Regions from separate parts of the Hordeum vulgare genome. Here region 2 is linked to region 1. A link is a contact called in public Hi-C data. All regions are on one chromosome and are shown on one strand. Each heading gives the region's core, a stretch centred on a gene start, on an enhancer-like site or on the middle of the called end of the contact. The rest is flanking DNA. Distances are from core to core; before and after follow the strand shown. Region 1 holds the start of LOC123413479 (1-phosphatidylinositol-3-phosphate 5-kinase FAB1A-like). Region 2 holds the start of LOC123407680 (receptor homology region, transmembrane domain- and RING domain-containing protein 2-like).

Evidence for each region. Hi-C and Micro-C count contacts between places; a contact is called where the count stands out from the background.
Region 2: a Hi-C map of leaf shows a contact between it and region 1, with 2.6 times the contacts expected there. The contact joins the promoter of LOC123407680 here to the promoter of LOC123413479 in region 1. A contact is called at or near these places in 2 of 6 Hi-C or Micro-C datasets (leaf and seedling) and 1 of 1 datasets of contacts at active chromatin or transcription factors (embryo).

Annotation. Positions count from the first base shown.
Region 1 is chr7H:441,244,310-441,249,809 of MorexV3_pseudomolecules_assembly, reverse strand. It overlaps LOC123413479 (1-phosphatidylinositol-3-phosphate 5-kinase FAB1A-like), which reads left to right and starts at 1,830. Exons shown (of 12, transcript XM_045106420.1): 1 at 1,830-1,912; 2 at 2,760-2,880; 3 at 3,475-4,179; 4 at 4,279-4,423; 5 at 4,518-4,865. The coding sequence starts at 2,855.
Region 2 is chr7H:441,881,053-441,886,519 of MorexV3_pseudomolecules_assembly, reverse strand. LOC123407680 (receptor homology region, transmembrane domain- and RING domain-containing protein 2-like) reads right to left here and starts at 2,168. Exons shown (of 5, transcript XM_045100867.1): 1 at 1,848-2,168; 2 at 1,121-1,411; 3 at 431-655; 4 at 1-34. The coding sequence starts at 1,265.

The DNA of each region.
Region 1 (5,500 bases), core at 581-3,080:
AAAGACTAGTGGATATTTGAATTCTTCTACAAAGGAAAGAGCCCAGGGCGAACGCCAACGTTGTTGCTTATAAAAATGAGAAGTTAAGTAGGATAAGCCCAATGGCAAGGTTTTGCAAACATATGCCAAAGACATGCACATCAATCCCACCGAATGGGAGTTACCATGAAGGTATTTACGAGATGCGAAATATTACAATATGAACAAACCGTTCTTCCCGTTGAAAAAAAACACATAATACCTATCTTCAAGTAGTAGTTTTTTTTTTTTTTTTTTTTTTTTGCAAATAAGGAAAAAAAAAACAGTCTGTTGAATTTGCCGTGTGAAGGCTGTTCCATTTGTTGCCCCGGTCGTCGTCAGGTCACGGCCGCTAGTGACCAAGGACCAACCAACCAAACCGTGTCGGCGCTATCTGCTGCGTTGCGTGCCACAATAGATTAACACAGCAACCCCCCAAAAAAAAACTGCAAAATACCCCACGCACCATAGATTACAATAATTTCGCTGAAAAAAATACAGTATACTGTATATAGGAGTACTAATTCTCTGAACTAAGATGTCAGTCAGGCCCATTTTTCCCTATACATATCTTTATCGTGCGTTCTGCCGCTGAAGGGGAAGAAGGTAGAAGAAGTCCGGAAACTGTTGAAATTTGGAGGTGGGCCTTAGGCCCACTAGAGAATTTCAGAAAAATCTAAAGGGCCCATGTAGGTGGTGGCATGGCAAGGTGGTGGGAGTTTAGTCCCACCCCGCTAGTGGAGGAGAGTTTGGACCCCTTTATAAGGGTCTCTCTTCCACATGCTATTGGAGAGTGAGAAGAGAAGGTGCCCTCGCGCACTCCTCCTCCGCCGCCCGCCTCGCCACGCCACGCCTCGTCACGACGCGCCGCGGGTTGCGGGAATGAGCCGAGCCCATACCTACGCGCTTATTTTTGCCGGTCAGGAACGGAGAATACGTAACGGACAAGGAAACGATCCGAGACGTCGGATCGTGATCGTTACCGACTCGGACTCTTCCACCCAGCCGTCTTTATAAGCACGCGATCGCCTACCCTAGCCGTCACGAAATCAGATCACATCTGCCTCACGCGTTCGTTCCTTGAACTGCTGCTGCCGCCGGCGACTCCGTCCCGTTTACCGCGTACACGGTCGACGGGAGAGCAGGCCTCCGAAACCTCGCCTCTCCGGTTCCTGTACGGGAGAGGGGCGATTAGGTTTTTGGGGAGCGATCACGCGACTGCTCGCCTCCGTCCGTCTGCTTCGTCTACGTCCGCGTCGCCCTCGTCATCGCCATGTCTTCACCAAGCGAAGCTGATCGTCTCCGCGAGGAAGCCGAAAAGAAGACGGCAGAGGATACTGCCTCTGCCGCCGCCGCCGCCGCTGCTGCTACGGCCAACTGGCCGATTGGAGGGTATGACTCGTTTATCCTCTTGTTCGTATTTATTCTAGCAGTACTACTTGTTTGCATAGATGTATCCACTATATGCGTAGTATGTGCTAGGTTAGCTCAACATCAGTATGTCATTAGTCTAGTCAATGCCATGCTAGTTATTATTTTGTGGATTAATCTACTCGGAAAATTGCCTATTTACTCAACAGAAACAAGATTAATATACGAGCCGTGCAGGTGGCGTGGGGTCCAGCGCGAGGTGGAGGACAAGTATTTCTTTCGTGCGCTGCGCCCGCTCCCTCCTTCTCCTCCCCCCTGCTCTTTTTCTTCTCCCCTCGTGTCGTCGCCTTTCCATCCTCGTTCGCCCGCCGTTCGCGACCGCATCTCCTCTCCGCTCTATTCTTCCACGCGCACGCGCGCAGGCCACCGGACCAACTCCTGCTCGCCAATACATCCGTCGGCCCGCGAGGCCGCCCCGACGCCGACGAGCTGAACGTCGCCGCGGAGCTCCCCCGCGCGCGCGGTAAGGCGGAGGTCCACTCCCCTCCCCTTGTCCCCTTCTCTTGCGATTTTCCGGTCATTTCTCGGTTGTTGTCGTCGTCTTCGTTGCTCATCGGGTGGGGGTCGGACGAACTTGGAAGAACATACATACCACATACCGTACGTACGTGCGTGCGTGCGTACCTACGTAGCAGTAGGTAGGTCGTGGGCATGGCCTATGGGTGCAGGAGGAGGAAGGGACGGGTTTCAAACTTTGAATTGGGGATTGGGATGTTTCTGTCGCGGCGCCTGACCCGGGGCCGTTGCTGACCTGGACCCACGCGCTTGGATACTTCCTTCTTCAATATCTGCCCTTTTTTATTTTCCTTCCTCTTCCTGTGTGGGGTTTGTTGCGCCATCATAGGGGAGACAGCCTGGCCGTGGCCGTGGCCGGCCTTTGGATTGATCGCCGCAATTGCTTCGATTCCAACTACTACTACCTGGGAGTACTACTACTACTATCCTCATCCTTCTCTACCTTTTCTTCCCCTTTTGATTTGATTTGATAGTGCAAGTAGTAGTAGTATAGGATCCGGCTTCAGTTTCCCCGCCCGCTTCGGCGTCGACTGCGCGGTTCGGTTTCCATTTCGCGCGATCCGAATCAAGCGCCGCTCGATTCCGGCGTCCTCATCGTGAGCACCGGTGGACGGACGCGTTTCGTTTCTGGGCTCAATTTTTCGTTTGCCTTGGGAGTTGAGATTGCTTTTAATTTCTGTTTCCCTGTCGGTTGGTGGGTTTCGATTTTTGAATTGACCGAGTAGTTGTGATTTCTTGTCTTCAATTAATATAATGGACTGATTGCTTCCTTCCTTCCATGCTGAACTGGTCAGGTCAAGGCCATACACACCCAGAGATCTGAGGCGTCAGGAGCAGGAAGAGGAGGAGGAGGAGCCAGGGCATGTGACGGCCCCCCTCGTCGGTGGACATGTGCCCGGACATGAATCCACGAAGGTAGTGCTTCATTCCCACGACTCCATTGGTCTGAATAGTATACCGTTCATACTATGCACATGTTCAGATGCTCAGCGGGAGCTCTGCCTGAACACTGCCAACTGTGTAACCTCAGATACACCTGCTCATTACGTTATTATGTCTGAACAAGGCCAGCTGCAGCCTCAGACACTTATTTAGGCGTATGCAGTGTACCACACTTGCTTAGCCTTGTTTTAGATAATAGTGGAAGAGAATTCTCGCCCCGTCCGAATATGCACGCGACCAACCTTGCTTAGCCATTAATTCACCAGAGTCTTTTGTTCAGCATCGAGACACTTCAATTTTTCTGTTTCTCGTTTTGTACGCCTGAAAGGTTGGTCAATATCGCCGACAAGAACCTGACACCTGTGTTTGGGGGGTCATGCTCAAGGAAGATATCTTTGTTCATTTCTCCAGCCAGCTAAGCTCGTAGATATTTAACCTGGATAACCTAGTTTGGTAGAGAAATGCCCTTGAGGCAAGGGAACTGTCTTGCCAGGTATTTTGTGTGTCTGCGTCTGGGTGCTTTTTAAATTCCGTTCTGAACCAGTCATGTTCTTTTGGTAATGACAGGGAGGTTGTATCAGAGGTTTTAGATGGTAATCTTACCCCTCACCGCCTGCATGATGCTGATCATCTGGGACAGAATCGGACCAGGAATCCTTCTAAGTCTAGTAGCAATAATCTGTACACAGACGACAATTTCTTCTCCGACACTTCATCACTGCACAAACATGAAGACGTCAGCAGCGATCCATCTGCCTCCTCTGTCGGCTCGGGTAGGTCTGGTGATGATTCTGATGGGGCTGAAAGTACCAACGGCAAAATCAACAATACAGACCTCCCAGGTTTTGAAAATTATAGCATTTGGATACCTCCTAAAGCAGCAGATAAGGGAGATGAGACTGATAGTGTTGCCGGAAACATTGCTTATGACGACGACGATGATGATTATGGTGATGGAATAAAGTGGGGCCAGTCAAGTTTCCCAGCCACTGGCGAGGAACATGAGGAAAGCCCCAATCCTAGGGACGGACGAGAAAATGCAATGCTGGGAGCTATGAATGGGCAGCTCAAGATACTTGTCAGCCGGTTTCTGGCCTCTGCTGGTATCCCCTTCGGAAAAGGAGAGAGTACTGAGAGTTGGCTTGATATTGTGACCTCCCTGTCGTGGGAAGCTGCACTTCTTATTAAACCTGATGCAAAAATCGGCAATGAAATGGACCCTGGATCTTACATCAAGGTCAAATGTGTAGCATCTGGTACTCGTTGGCAAAGGTGAAACATTTGTCAGCTAATTTTTTATTTAAAGATTGTCTAATTTCTATTTGCATGCTAGATTGATTATAAACCTTCACCTTTTAACTTTGATTGCAGTGAGGTGATAAAGGGGCTAGTCTTCAAAAAGAACACTGCTCATAAGCACATGCCGACCAATTGTCACAATCCTAGGTTGCTTCTACTGAAAGGTGTACTTGGGCATTCTGATGTTGGTTTATCGTCGTTTAATTCAATGGATCAGGTTGGATATTACATACATATGCCTTTTGACAGTAAATTTAGTTCTCCCTTTTCCTGTAGAAGATGACCTTCTATTTTATGCCTTCAATAATTAGGAAAAAGGCCATCTGGAGAGGACTATAAGTAAAGTGATGGAAATATGCAGTCCCAATGTTATAATGGTTGAGAAAACTGTTTCACGAGACATACAGGAGCTTCTACTAAAAGAAGGTTGTACACTGATTCTTGATATGAAGCTCAGCCGCTTGCAAAGGATTGCACGCTGCACAGGTTCTCCCATAATATCATTTCCAGAAGTTTTGGATCAACCGAAGCTGAAGCAGTGTGACTACTTCCATACTGAAAAATTCATTGAAGAGCATAACATTGCCAGTGAAGGTGGGAAGAGACTATCTAAAACATTAACCTTCTTGGAAGGTTTTCCCAGGCCATTGGGTTGCACGGTATGTCTACTTAGCTATGATTACCTGTATGGTGCGTTTATACAATCTTTTCAGTTTCATTCTTCTTTTTTATGCTACATTATTTCTTTCATCCGAAAGTAAAATGAATAAATTATGCTAGTTTTTCTTATGTATATTCTTCCTGATCAAGACATCCTTCTGTATGAGCGTGGAACCAAAAAGCAAACGTTATTCTAGCTTACGGTCGATGTGTCTATTATGTTGCTTAATAGTTGGCATTTATACTATGTAATAACATGATCTCTATACCTTTTCAGTTATGAGGGAGAGAATAACATTGTCGGTATTTGTAGTATCTTAAAACATGAGGAATGAGCTGCTCCTTGCTTGTATTTCGGAAGGGCATGCCAAACATAGCGATAAAATGCTTGGTTATGTGTTTTTGGTATTGTTTTGCTTGCTACTTTTCTTAACTTTCTAGTCCCTTTTGATTTTATCTATTAGGGCTGCTAATTTTTGTTACGTAGGTTTTTTGTTCCTGTTGCGTTTTCGGTTTTGTACTTCGCGCCATCTTGGTTCACTCCTCAAAAGAAAACAAATGTGTGTTAGACAAAAATTATAGCAGTAAAACTTGGCAGGAGCTAGGTAAACTTGTGGTGCTTTATAATAACAAT
Region 2 (5,467 bases), core at 919-3,418, 640 kb before region 1:
GCATATATGTCGATACCGGATGAACTTCCAGCCACTGTTAACACTTCCTAGTTAAATACTGTTGAAAATATGTGCACGGAATAGATAATATTGGAGAAAACAAAAGGCTATTGAAAAAAAAAACATGTCAATTGTCATAACATTTTAATGCCAGATCAAGTTTTACAATTGATTTCTGCTTCCTTTTTTCTTAGTGAGGTGTAGTCTGAAAAAGGTTGCAGGTGCGTCCAACCATTTAAATTTCATGATACAGGAGTGGATATTTGCATACGTACTTTTTATTCCTCTGACCTCACTAATGTTAGCTACCAAAGCATCATGAATCACCCATCTTATATGCAGTGATCATGAGCGACACATTATTAAAGATATACAGACTAAAAGAAAAACAATGATGTCAGGACCAAAAGGAGAAGTCAAGGAACATTACTTGAAACAAGGACACCGTGGTCTTTGTTATCATATACTATCACAGCCTTGAATCCGGCATCCTGAGCATTTCTAACTTTATCATCAAATTGGCAGCCGCCTCTTAAAACCAATGCAAATGGTGATACAGGACCTTCGACTGCTTTCTTTGTCAGAGGACTGCAAGCATCAAGAGGTTCGACGGTGTAAATTACACCGTTTAAACCTGAACCTTTCACTTCTGGAGCTGCAAAATGTTGAAATACCAATAAGTTCTTCTTCAACACATATAGATTGGGTAAAGCAGAACTTAGCTTTGCACATTATAAAGCATGTGCAAATTGCAAGAGGTAATAACATTATAAAGCATGTGCAAATTGCAAGAGGCAATAACATTTTAAAGCGTTTGCAAAAATTGCCATAGAAGAGGTAATAAAAGCAGCACTGCCAAATACTCCCTCCGTAAACAAATATAAGAGTGTTTAGATCACTACTTTAGTTATCTAAACGCTCTTATATTTCGTTACGGAGGGAGTACTAATCTAACTACCAGGATGCACGATAAGCAATCAGTCCATTCATCGGTGATGACTCAAATTATGGATTCAGAATAATAAAAACAAACATACAGTAATAACGAAACAAAATAGTAGTGAGTTGATAATTGATCGGCACTGAAACAGGGGAGTATTGGTTGATTCGTAGCACTCACTAAATGTTGCCTCAACGTCACTGAACGATAAGGTGGTATTATTCGCCATCAGCACCACACTGCAAGCTCCCGGCTGAGCCATGAGACAAACCACTGCACATAACCAGAGGGGAAATGATCTCCCTCCTCTTCTTGCACGGTTCATCTTGTCAGAGTTTCGTCAAAAAATCTTGTCAGAGTTCCTTTCCTTTGGTGCAACTGAAGAGAAGAGCAAACACCGACGCGCCAAATGAGAACTCTAAACCTGCGAGACACACACTCTCGCTCCAAAGCACCTATCCTCTACTAGCCCTGCAATAGCACTCCCAAAATTGAGCCATCAAGCCAAAAAAAAAAAAAAACAGGAGCAGTGTAACTGTGCGGTAGCAGGGAACAATATCTATCTTTTATATATAGCATTCAAATGTAGCACGCAAACGAGAAACCTCTAAAATCGAGAAAAAAAATATGTTTTCACGGGAGGACGCAACCTGGCCCCAAAGGCCAAATCCTCAGTAGACTCCAAAAACATGCCGAGGAAGAAAGAATCCTACCAATCCGTAGCCGTGAAATCACCACCCAATAACTTGGAGAGAAAAGCAATTCGGCCAAAGGATTGCACTTTTAGCTGGAATTGAGCTGAAAAGAAACTAATAGCGGCGGCATCCGGCGACTCGGCTATAAAAACTTTGCCAAATTTAGCCCGACTTTCGAATCTAATCTTTAAAAGGGCTGACGGATTATTCACCTGGAAACAGAGGAGACGAAGGGGGAGAATCAGCGCGCGGTTACTGGGTGCGCGGCTGTGAGGAGACCAGAAGGCAGAGAGTCGACGCGGGGATGGAGACGTCGGCTGCCATGGGAGGGGCGGGAAGGGGGGAACCGGGCGTGGGATTACGCATAGGCGGCGAGATCGACGGCGAATTCACGGGGGGGCGGAGACAGGCGGAGGGACAGAGGAGAAGTCGAGATTGGGAATTGAAATCGCAGGTGGGTAGCCTCTCCAGGTTCGGTGCCCCCGGCCCCCGCTCGATCCGATTTTTCAGTGTGTGTAATGTTTTCCGCCCATCCGTCTCTATCCGTTGGGATTTTTAATTTAATAACCACGCCCTGCTTGCTGTTATTTACCATGGCTGTCGGCATCGGCGCGGCGCCCTCGAGATCGACTCGTCCTGGATCCAGAACCAGCGGCAGTGCCTCTCGAGATTAATCTGTGCGCCGCTGAATGCTGTGTCACTGGGTGCCGTGCAACAGCAAGAATCTTGTTGCACTTCTCCTCGGTTAGAGGTTAGACTTATATTTTAAATCTAGACTAACCCTAAACTAACTCTAACCAAGGAGGTGTTTGGATGGAAGGGTTAGATTGACAATAAATGCACTTTTTCCAATCATTTGGCTCCTTTATCTAGGATTTTGTGTGATGGAGGGAGAGAGAAAAGTAACTTTTTCTGGGCCCCACCTAACTCTAACCCAAAAAAACACCTCTTGGGTGGGTTAGATGCATCTAACCAACTCTAACCCACCCTGTTTGGATTTTTGAGGGTTAGATGAGTTCAATCTAACCAACTCTAACTCTAACCCTAGGATCCAAACAGGGCCTTCGTCCAATGGAATGGGTCTTCCTTCTTTTGCCGCACGTCGGTCTCATGGTATGTTTGACGCTGATAGTTTTCTAGGGGGTAGGGTAGCATTTGGCTCTGAATTGATCACAAGTGTTGTCGAACGATGCCACCGACGCAGCATTATCATCTCATCCAGAACATTCGTGCCAGCGGCAAGCTGATCACAGGTTTTTTTTCGGAAAAGAAGGTTCAAACCCTCTGCATCTGCATCAATCGATGCATACAGTCATTTTTGTTAATTATTTAACATACGTCTACCAAGAACATACAACAAACCATCCGAAGTCACCACTCACACCTACACAACTTGATAATGTGGAGTGATCTCACTCTCCATATCTAAAACCGATGCCGTCATCGATACATCCACATAACATATTGGAACTCACAATCGGTGCAGCAGACCTAAAGCTTACACCACATGTACACGTTTTAGACGCCGTCATCATCATCAGGCCGCCGACCCATCTTCAGGAGAGAGATTTGTATCATCCTTGCCAGTCCGTCCATCCGTCGATGCCACCACGGCTCATCGGTCCAGACGCGAAGATTCTGGAAGATCTGTCGTGCGTAGCACTTGCCGACCAGACATGACACAACGTAGCACCTGTCGGCGAGGCATGACTTGACATCTCTACCGAAAGCTTCGTGCAAGATGATCGATGCCACCACGGCGCCAAACAGCGCCACCGCCCTGCGCTCATTCGTCCAGACACGAAGATTCTGAAAAAACTGTCGTGTGATTGCAATCTCTGGCGATGGCTAGACGAATGTTGATGACAACAAACCTTCCCCTGCAACGGCACCAGAAGAATGCTGCTAGCACTCTCCCACAATCGAAACTAGAAGAATGTTGTTGATGACCCACAAGCGCATGGGATCGCAGCAGTTTTCGAGGGTAGAGTATTCGACCCAAATTTGTTGGTACGTCAGACAGGAGGTGAGAGAATACTCCCGAGTATTAGCAGCTGAATATGTCAGATTCAACCACACCTGAAAGATTAGTATCTGCAAGCAAAGCATCAGTAGCAAAGTAGTATGATAACAACGGTGTCAGAAACGATCTGTTGACGGCAGACTATTCCTAACGATTGTATCAATGGCGCCAAGTTGACTCGTTGACGGAAATTGTCAGTTCCCATCAACGATCAGCGAATCAAGATTGTAGCAGGTAGCAGCGGTGTAACGAGCAATAGCAGCGGCAAGGAACAGCAGTAGTGACAACAGTAGCAAGTAACAACAGTAGCAAGCGACATTAATAGCAACAGTAACAGCAGCAGCAGCAGCAGAGCAAGACAAGTAACAGCAGTAGCAGCAGTAGTAGGACAAACTCGTAGGCAATGGGTCGGTGATTTGTTTGGATGATATTCATCATGCAACAGCTATAACACGGAGAGATATGTGGCTAGCTCTCGTTCGTCAATGTGATGTAGGCATGCATTCCGTGTGTCGTCATACGTGCTTAGGGAAAAGAACTTGCATGGCATCTATTGTCCATCCCTCCCGTGGCAGCGGGGTCCAAAAGGAAACTACGGGATATTAAGGTTCTCCTTTTAATAAAGAACCGGACCAACGCATCAGCACTTGGTGAACACATGAACTCCTCAAACTATGGTCATCACCGGGAGTGGTTCCGGTTATTGTCACTCCGGGGTTGCGGGATCATAACACATAGTAGGTAACTACAACTTGCAAGATCGGATCTAAAACACACATACATTGGTGACAACATAATAATTTCAGATCTGAAATCATGGCACTCGGGCCCTAGTGACAAGCATTAAGCATGGCAAAGTAGTAGCAACATCAATCTCAGAACATAGTGGATACTAGGGATCAATCCCCATCAAAACTAACTCGATTACATGATAGATCTCATCCTACTCATCACCGCCCAGCGAGCCTACGAATAGATTACTCACGAACGACGAAGAGCTTCATGGAATTGGAGAGGGAAGAAGGTTGATGATGACGATGGCGACGATTTCCCCTCTCCGGAGCCCAAGACGAACTCCAGATCTGCCCTCGAGATGAAGAACAGGTGGTGGCGGCGCCTCCGTATCGAAAACGCGACGAAAACTTCTCTTTTTTATTTTTTCTGGGACGAAAGGGATCTTATAGACTTGAGATTGGGGCGGCGGAGCCGTGTGGGCCCCACAAGCCTGCCCACCGCCACCAGGGGGTGGTGGCAGAGCTAGGGCTTGTGGCCCACTGGCCCACCCCCTGAGGTGGAACTTGGCGCAGATATTTTTCTTATTTTCCAAAACTGCTCTCCGTAAATTTTCAGGACGGTTGGAGAACTTTGATTTCTGCACAAAAATAACACCAAGGCAATTCTGGTGAAAACAACGTCAGTCCAGGTTAGTTCTATTGAAATCATGCAAATTAGAGTCCAAAACAAGGGCAAAAGAGTTTGGAAAAGTAGATACGATGGAGACATATCAACTCCCCCAAGGTTAAAACCTTGCTTGTCCTCAAGCAACTCAGTTGACAAACTGAGAGAGAAAGAAAAACTTCGACAAGCTCTGTTTGATCTTGTTGTTGCAACTATGTCTAACTCATAACCAGAATTTCAGCAAGATCACAAGTTAACCACATAAGCAAATGACACAAAGGTCTCACGGTAAACTAATATCAATGGCATAATCAGCTACGAGCAAATAATAATGAGTTTCAAATACCAACACTTCAATCAAAACAAGCGTGAAGCAACATGAATAGGTGGTATCTCGCTAGCTCTTTCTGA